2 separate regions of the Mus musculus genome follow, and region 2 is linked to region 1. The links are chromatin contacts, called in public Micro-C maps. All regions are on one chromosome and are shown on one strand. Each heading gives the region's core, a stretch centred on a gene start, on an enhancer-like site or on the middle of the called end of the contact. The rest is flanking DNA. Distances are from core to core; before and after follow the strand shown. Region 1 holds the start of Gsc (goosecoid homeobox). Region 2 holds the start of Dio3 (deiodinase, iodothyronine type III).

Region 1 (3,318 bases), core at 601-3,100:
TGTTTCTCTTAAAACAAAAACAAGAAACTGTCACCTCCCCAACTGAAGCCGGTCTCTATCCAATCCTTACCACCACCCCCAATTTGCAACGTAAGCAAATCAAGTGTCCTAGGCCATGCGTGGGTGGGCTGGAGGGCACGGAGGTACACGCTTTCCTAAGTTCCGGGTGGCTGCTCCCACGCACTGCCTAGTTCTGCGCCCAGGCGGGACCAAACTTACCGCAATGATTCTCTAACCCAGGAAGAGCAATAAGGAGAGGTCCCAGGATCTCCTCCAGTGCCAGGGAGGACTTAGCATTTATTGTACGGCTTTAGACAGCGTTGAAGTTATCTCAGACTTATCAGTGAGAGAGGAATCTCCACAAATGGTATGGAAGTCCTCTACCCAGGTCTCTCCTGGAGTAGCTGGAGAGTGGCCTGCGCGATGGCGGTGCAATTCCCGGGCTGGCACCGGGACGCACGACTTTGGGCCTCTGTTTTCGTTCTGCCCAGAGGGTCGCCTACCTTCCCGCAGGTCGCCCAGCCGCCAGCGCGCAGATCTAGGCTGGCTGCGCCTCCCGCGGTTCGGCCGTGCCTCACGGAGAATCCCGCAAATCATCACGGCCGCCCGCAGTGGCCCGACTTTTGTCCAGGCCGCTGGGGTCCCCCGGAGGCCAGCGCGGGCCTGGAAGGACAGCTAGAGGCCTTTCGGAGAGCTCGCTGATTGAGAGAGGGACGCCACTCAATATGTTGAGAAAGGAGACAGGCAGTCCCGGTAGATCCCACGAGAATTAAAGCCAAAAAAATTTTTTTTGGGGGGGGGGAAGGCACCCCTTCTCCCAGACTAATAATCAAAAATACACAGAACCTATCGGCACCCACGCGGGAAGCCTCTGGAAGCATCGCTTCAGAGCGCTCCTCTGGGTGGTGAATTTTAAAGACTGGCTGAATTTGCTCTTCACTGGTGTGTTAGGAGCTAGGGAGAGTCAGGGTAGTTTTCAGACCCAGAGTGACCGCTTTAAGAAGAAGAAGAAGAAAAAAGACAACTTGTACGAAGGCGGACGCGTTTCTACTTTCATGGTTTTTGCTCTGAGAAAATTTGGCTTTCGCAAAAACAAAAGATTTTGGGAAAGAGACGGAGGGGGGGGTGGAGAAGTGAAATTAGGCAGTGAGTTCACGGGGTAGGGGGTTGGCTGCGGGGGGGGGGCACTTTCAGTCTTAGTTGAGGGAGGACACAGCCACCCTCATTTCTTAAAAGCAAACAGATTCCGAAAGAGAGTAAAAAGTAGTCCTAAAGTAAAATTAGCCACAATGAATTTGAGCTACAACCATAGGAAATCGCACCCCATAATAGAGAGAAAAGGGTCGGGGCGGAGAGGTCGGCGGCGGAGTTGTTAACGGCGGCAGGACAATAGTATTAATAAGATTAACCTGGGCAATTAGGCCGCCCGCCCAGCAAGGCCGGGGCCGCGCCGGGGCTGCCGAATGGAAAAGATTAGGTTAATTTCATTAATTCTCAATCCACAATCTTTTTCAGGCCCTGTGGCCCCCCTCCTCTTGGCATCTCTCCCCCTCCCCTGCAAGCGCCCCCCGCCCACCCCCACCTCCCCATTCCACACCACCCAAAGGAAAAGAAAAGGACCAAATCTGGTTCTGTTTGTCATCTGCATATTACCAGGAACTAAATCCAGGATGACGTCGACTCAGTATAAAACCAACAAGAGGTTGAGCCGGTCGGAGCTGCGTCCTACCCGCGGGTTGAGTTCAGCTAGGCGGCGGCGAGGGGAGGAGAGGGCGGGAGGAGGGAGTTCGGACGCAGGGGGCGGGGAGGGGCGCGAGTTGCGCGCTCGCCCGCGCTCTCTTTCGGTTTGCTCGCCCGCGGGAGCAGAGAGTGGGACAATTCCCAACCCCCACCCCAAACAACACCACTTGGAGACTTCTTCTTCTTCGGCGCGTCCCCGCCGCCCCCCGGTCCCGACGCGGGGCTCGGGGATGCCCGCCAGCATGTTCAGCATCGACAACATCCTGGCCGCCCGGCCGCGCTGCAAAGACGCGGTGCTCCCGGTGGCGCCCAGCGCCGCGGCTCCGGTGGTCTTCCCGGCTCTACACGGGGACTCGCTCTACGGCGCCGGCGGCGGCACCTCCTCGGACTACGGCGCCTTCTACCCGCGCCCTGTGGCCCCCGGAGGCGCGGGCCTCCCGGCCGCGGTCGGCAGCTCCCGCCTGGGCTACAACAGCTACTTCTACGGGCAGCTGCACGTGCAGGCGGCGCCCGTGGGCCCGGCTTGCTGCGGGGCTGTGCCGCCGCTGGGCGCCCAGCAGTGCTCCTGCGTCCCGACGCCCCCAGGTAGGGTCGCGATCGCTCGCGAGCCGGCCTTCGCCACTGCGGCAGTCGGTGGCTGCCGGGGCATGGACGCGCGGTTTGCTTGCTTTACTCACCTGGCACCAACTTTCTCCCTTTGCAAGCCTTCCCCGTTCTCCCATTTATTTATTTATCTTTTACTTTTAATTAATTAATATATTTTTGGGTCACCGGGTACGGGGACTTTGCATACGTCTACTGTAAACTTTAGGTTAGAGTTTAAAAAGCCGAGTCACCGGGAGTCTCGGGGCGACTCCACGCGCGCGCGGGAATGAAGTGAGGACGCGGGGAGATTCTAAAGTGCCTGAACTGGCTTTTGGATGTGTGCAGGCAGACGCTCCTTCCACGTCTGGGCATCCCTGGTCTCGGTGCCCCCCAAAGACATAGCGCCCCTTGCAGACTTTTTTTATTTTTAAGTGAGCGAGGGCAGCGAGCGGGTTGGCTTACGGTGCCGAGGGAGGATGACTGACTCCCGTCCCTCTCTCTGTCGCAGGCTACGAGGGCCCCGGTTCTGTACTGGTGTCTCCGGTGCCGCACCAGATGCTGCCCTACATGAACGTGGGCACGCTGTCGCGCACTGAGCTGCAGCTGCTCAACCAGCTGCACTGTCGGCGGAAGCGGCGGCACCGCACCATCTTCACCGATGAGCAGCTCGAAGCCCTGGAGAACCTCTTCCAGGAGACGAAGTACCCAGACGTGGGCACTCGGGAGCAGCTGGCCAGGAAGGTGCACCTTCGGGAGGAGAAGGTGGAGGTAGGCAAGAGCCCCAGCGGGGGTGGGCTGGGGTGGGGGCGTCTAGCGGTCCTTCCCTGCACGCGGCTTTTGCCGGGTCCTCCTTTGGGATGTGGCCACTCTAAGAGCATCCCAGAGGCTGTGGCCTGGAGGCTGCCCGAGGGTACTTTAGGCCCAAGAAGGAAAAGAGGAAGCGTGGAGGGTGCTTCTCCTTTTGTTGGTCTTGAGCACAGCGATTGCCTGCGG
Region 2 (3,318 bases), core at 290-2,789, 5.8 Mb before region 1:
CTTTAGGCGCTGTTTCGAGCCTCTCTGCAATTCAGAGCCGACCCGTGGTCAAGCCCAGTTAGAGGCGGTTCGTCATCAGCAGCCAGGGCTCCAGCGCACCCAAAGCTAGGCGGGGAAATTACCCTGCCCACCCTTTCCCTATCTCGAGCCCCTCCCCCAACCCAGGGATAAGAAATAAACACAAAAGCAGCAGGACTCCCTGCGCTCGACAGGTGGGTGCCAGGCAACTAGCTAGAGCCTGAGGCGCTGCTGGAACCCAGCTGCGCTCAGGGCGCGCGGGCGTGGCCAACAAGTCCGAGCTGTGAAATGCTGGGGACTTTCGCGCTTTGCCGAAGCAGCGCTGGAGACCTGGTGTCAGAAAGTCCAGCAGGTAAACTCCAGCAGGGACAAAGCTGTCAGTTCGAGCCACAGCAATGCTCCTGAGAGCAAGCCAAAAACGTACAAAAGGGAGTCACTATAGCAGAGTCTCAAGTTAGCCAGACTCAGCCTGAGTTCTGTGGCTGTGCTCATCTGTGTCATGGGGATCCCCCACAACCTTTGACTTTCTTTGGAGCATTTGCACGTGGGCTTCGAAGGCCCAGGAGACCCGGCCCACCAATTCAGTCACTTGTCCCTTGGTTATTTAGAATCGATGTGGCCTAGTACCATGCAACTGTTCATCATAGCGCTCCAACCAAGTGCGCAACTCAGACACCTGGTAACCGTCGGGGCCACGGCCTCCCTGGTACATGATGGTGCCACTCTGGATGACGTAGAGGCGCTCAAAATAGGCACCATATGCGGAACTGCTAGAGTTGGCCATAGTGTCCAGGACCAGAGCACAGCCAGGTGCACCTTGTTGTAGTACTCTCGCTGCGCTGACACGGTCCTCCAGGCTGCGGTGCTGGGGGATGACATAGGGTGAATCTGTGGTGACCCAGCCGTCGGATGGGTGGGCTTCCTCGATGTAGATGATAAGGAAGTCAACGTCGCGCTGGTACTTGGTGACCAGGCGCTGGAAGGCGCTCATCCGCGCCATGAACGGTGGTCAGGTACAGCTGCCAAAATTGAGCACCAACGGGCGGGTCCCTTGTGCGTAGTCGAGGATGCGCTGGCTCTGGAAGCCATCAGGTCGGACAACCTCCGAGTTGGGCGCTGGGCCACCCTCATGGGCTTGCTTGAAGAAATCCAATTTCTGGCCATGCCACACGGCTTTGAGAGAGGCCAGGGTGCACAGACGGTTGTCGTCTGATACGCATATGGGCGGGTCGTCAGGGGGCATCTCCTCGCCTTCACTGTTGAGCTCTACTTCGGGCTCAGGGTGGTCAGGATGGCGACGGCGCAGGAAATGCTTGCGGATGCACAAGAAATCTAAAAGCCAGAGCATGAAGGCCGTGCCTAGGAAGCGCGGGAACAGCACGAGGCACGAGGCGGTCTGGGCGCAGAGCCTCAGCGAGTGAAGCAGCAGAGAGCGGAGCATGGTGGCCGCGGGCCCCGAAGCCCCCGGGGGCCCTTCACCTTCTCCGACCACCAACCTCGAGGCGGCCTGGCGAGGCATCTGGTCCTCGGTGCTCTGGGAGCTCAATTTATAGTCAAAGCTTGAATTGGCGGGAGACTCCACCTCCGACCGGGGCCCGCCCCCTTGCAACTTGAGCCCGGAGGGATCACCCAGAGGCGCGGCCAATGCCCCAGAAATCTTGGGTCGAGGGCGGGCGCAGGCTGGTCGAGGGTGGAGCGGTGCGTCCCGGGGCTGGCAGGGGCGGGCCTGAGTCCCGCAGCCCGCTCTCAGGGGCGGGGGACCCCGAAGCCGCTGTGTCCAGGGACTAGGAGCCCGATCTCAGAGCCAAGCAGTCAGTGGTGGCAATGGTGTAACCCGCGCAAGCGCCTCGCACCTCCTAGGTCCCAGCGGGCGGGTCCCAGCCCGCGCCCTCTTCGCCGCGCACCTGAGCTGAGTTCCCCGGCGGCCGCAGCGCCGCGCCGGAGCTCCGGTTCGCTTCCCGCGCGCCGCCGCCAACGCCGCCCACGCTGCTGCTGCTCGTGCGGGGTCGCTGCCCAGGTACCGCGGGAGTCCAGGTCTGCGGCCGCCGCTCGGCCGGCCCCCGGCTGCAGCCCCGCCGGGGACGCGGGCCCGCGAGGAGGCAACTTTGGGTTCCCGCCGCCTTCCCCGCTCGCCCGCGGGCGCCGCTCGACTGCCGCAGCCCGTCCGCCCGCCTCCCGCGCGCGCTCACACTCGCGCCTCGCACACGGCCGCCCCCCGCACCGCCCCGCCACGCACACCGCGCTCCGCGCCCCCCGCCGCTGCCCGAGCTTGCCGCGCGCCGCCCCAGTCCGCGCCGCGCCCGCCCCGTCCCATCTCGCTCCCGCCGGACGCCGCGGTTCCCGGGTCAGCTGCCCCTCGGCTCCAGCCCGGAGGTGCCGAGGGCAGGGCCCGCGGGTGGGCTGGCGCCCAGCTCGGGAGACCCGGAGAGTCGCGGCAAGCGACGCCGGGCCTCGCCCTCGGCCGGCTCCGGGACGCCCTGGGCGCGGGGCGCTGCGGGCGCGGGGCGCGGGGCAGCGGGCGCGGGGCGGCGCCGGCCCCGGGCGGCTCTCCCACTAGGGGTAGCTGTTGCCTGAACGCGGGAGCGCTCCCCTCTCGCCGCTTGCCTCGCCCGGCGCAGCCCCGGCCGCCGGGCGCACCCGTCCCGTTCGTCCCCGGACGTTGCTCTCTGCCCCGGGAACGTCGAGACTGGAGCGCCCGAACTGAGCCACCTTCGCGAACTCGGAGCGCGGCGGCCCGACTCAACCGCGGAGGCGCCCGGACGCGTAAAGTGCGTACTTTCAACAGGGAACGTGTGCTGAGGCTTTTTAGGGGTGCGGGGCAACTCCCCAACAGCGTGGGGCTCTGGTCGGCTCTGCCACAGCGGCGCAGACCTCCTAATCTGTCTCTGCGCGTGGCGCACTGCTGGAGACTTGGGTTCAGGGGCGGCGGGGCTGCTTGACCTGGGGTCCTCGAGACCCTAAGCAAGTTCCACTTTAGATACACCTCACAATGACCCCTCAGGTCAAGGCCTCAACCCGAAGGCAGCGCCTAAGAATCGCACTCCCTAGAATGCTCCAGCACTCACAGGGGCCTTCTCTGGGGTAACGGGACCCCAGCCGGATACTACAGCTCCAGCTGCTTGCGTCCCATGCATCGCCCTCTCGGGAGAGACCAGCTACCTAACTTTCTCTACCAGAGACCGCGCTGGCGTCTCGGGAGGGTGAGCACAGTCAGACCACTTTCCATTAGCCATGGAACTTGTCCGGAAAAGTCGACCTCAAGTAGCCCAGAGGGCGCCCAGGTAGGCGCCCGCCCTCACC

What was found. A called contact is a pair of places that touch in the nucleus more often than the background predicts.
Region 2: a contact with region 1 is called in a Micro-C map of embryonic stem cells, with 8 times the contacts expected there. The contact joins the promoter of Dio3 here to the promoter of Gsc in region 1. A contact is called at or near these places in 1 of 39 promoter capture datasets (cranial neural crest) and 2 of 484 Hi-C or Micro-C datasets (both in embryonic stem cells).

What each region holds. Positions count from the first base shown.
Region 1 is chr12:104,471,768-104,475,085 of GRCm38.p6, reverse strand. Gsc (goosecoid homeobox) reads left to right here and starts at 1,850. Exons shown (of 3, transcript NM_010351.1): 1 at 1,850-2,325; 2 at 2,834-3,093. The coding sequence starts at 1,971. Gm10000 (a long non-coding RNA gene) reads right to left here and starts at 1,556. Exons shown (of 6, transcript XR_381874.2): 1 at 504-1,556.
Region 2 is chr12:110,277,451-110,280,768 of GRCm38.p6, reverse strand. It overlaps Dio3 (deiodinase, iodothyronine type III), which reads right to left and starts at 1,539. Exons shown (of 1, transcript NM_172119.2): 1 at 1-1,539. The coding sequence starts at 1,537. The coding sequence ends at 623. Dio3os (deiodinase, iodothyronine type III, opposite strand) reads left to right here and starts at 2,701. Exons shown (of 4, transcript NR_002866.2): 1 at 2,701-2,786; 2 at 3,020-3,218. Mir1247 (microRNA 1247) reads left to right here and starts at 2,640; the gene lies at 2,640-2,721.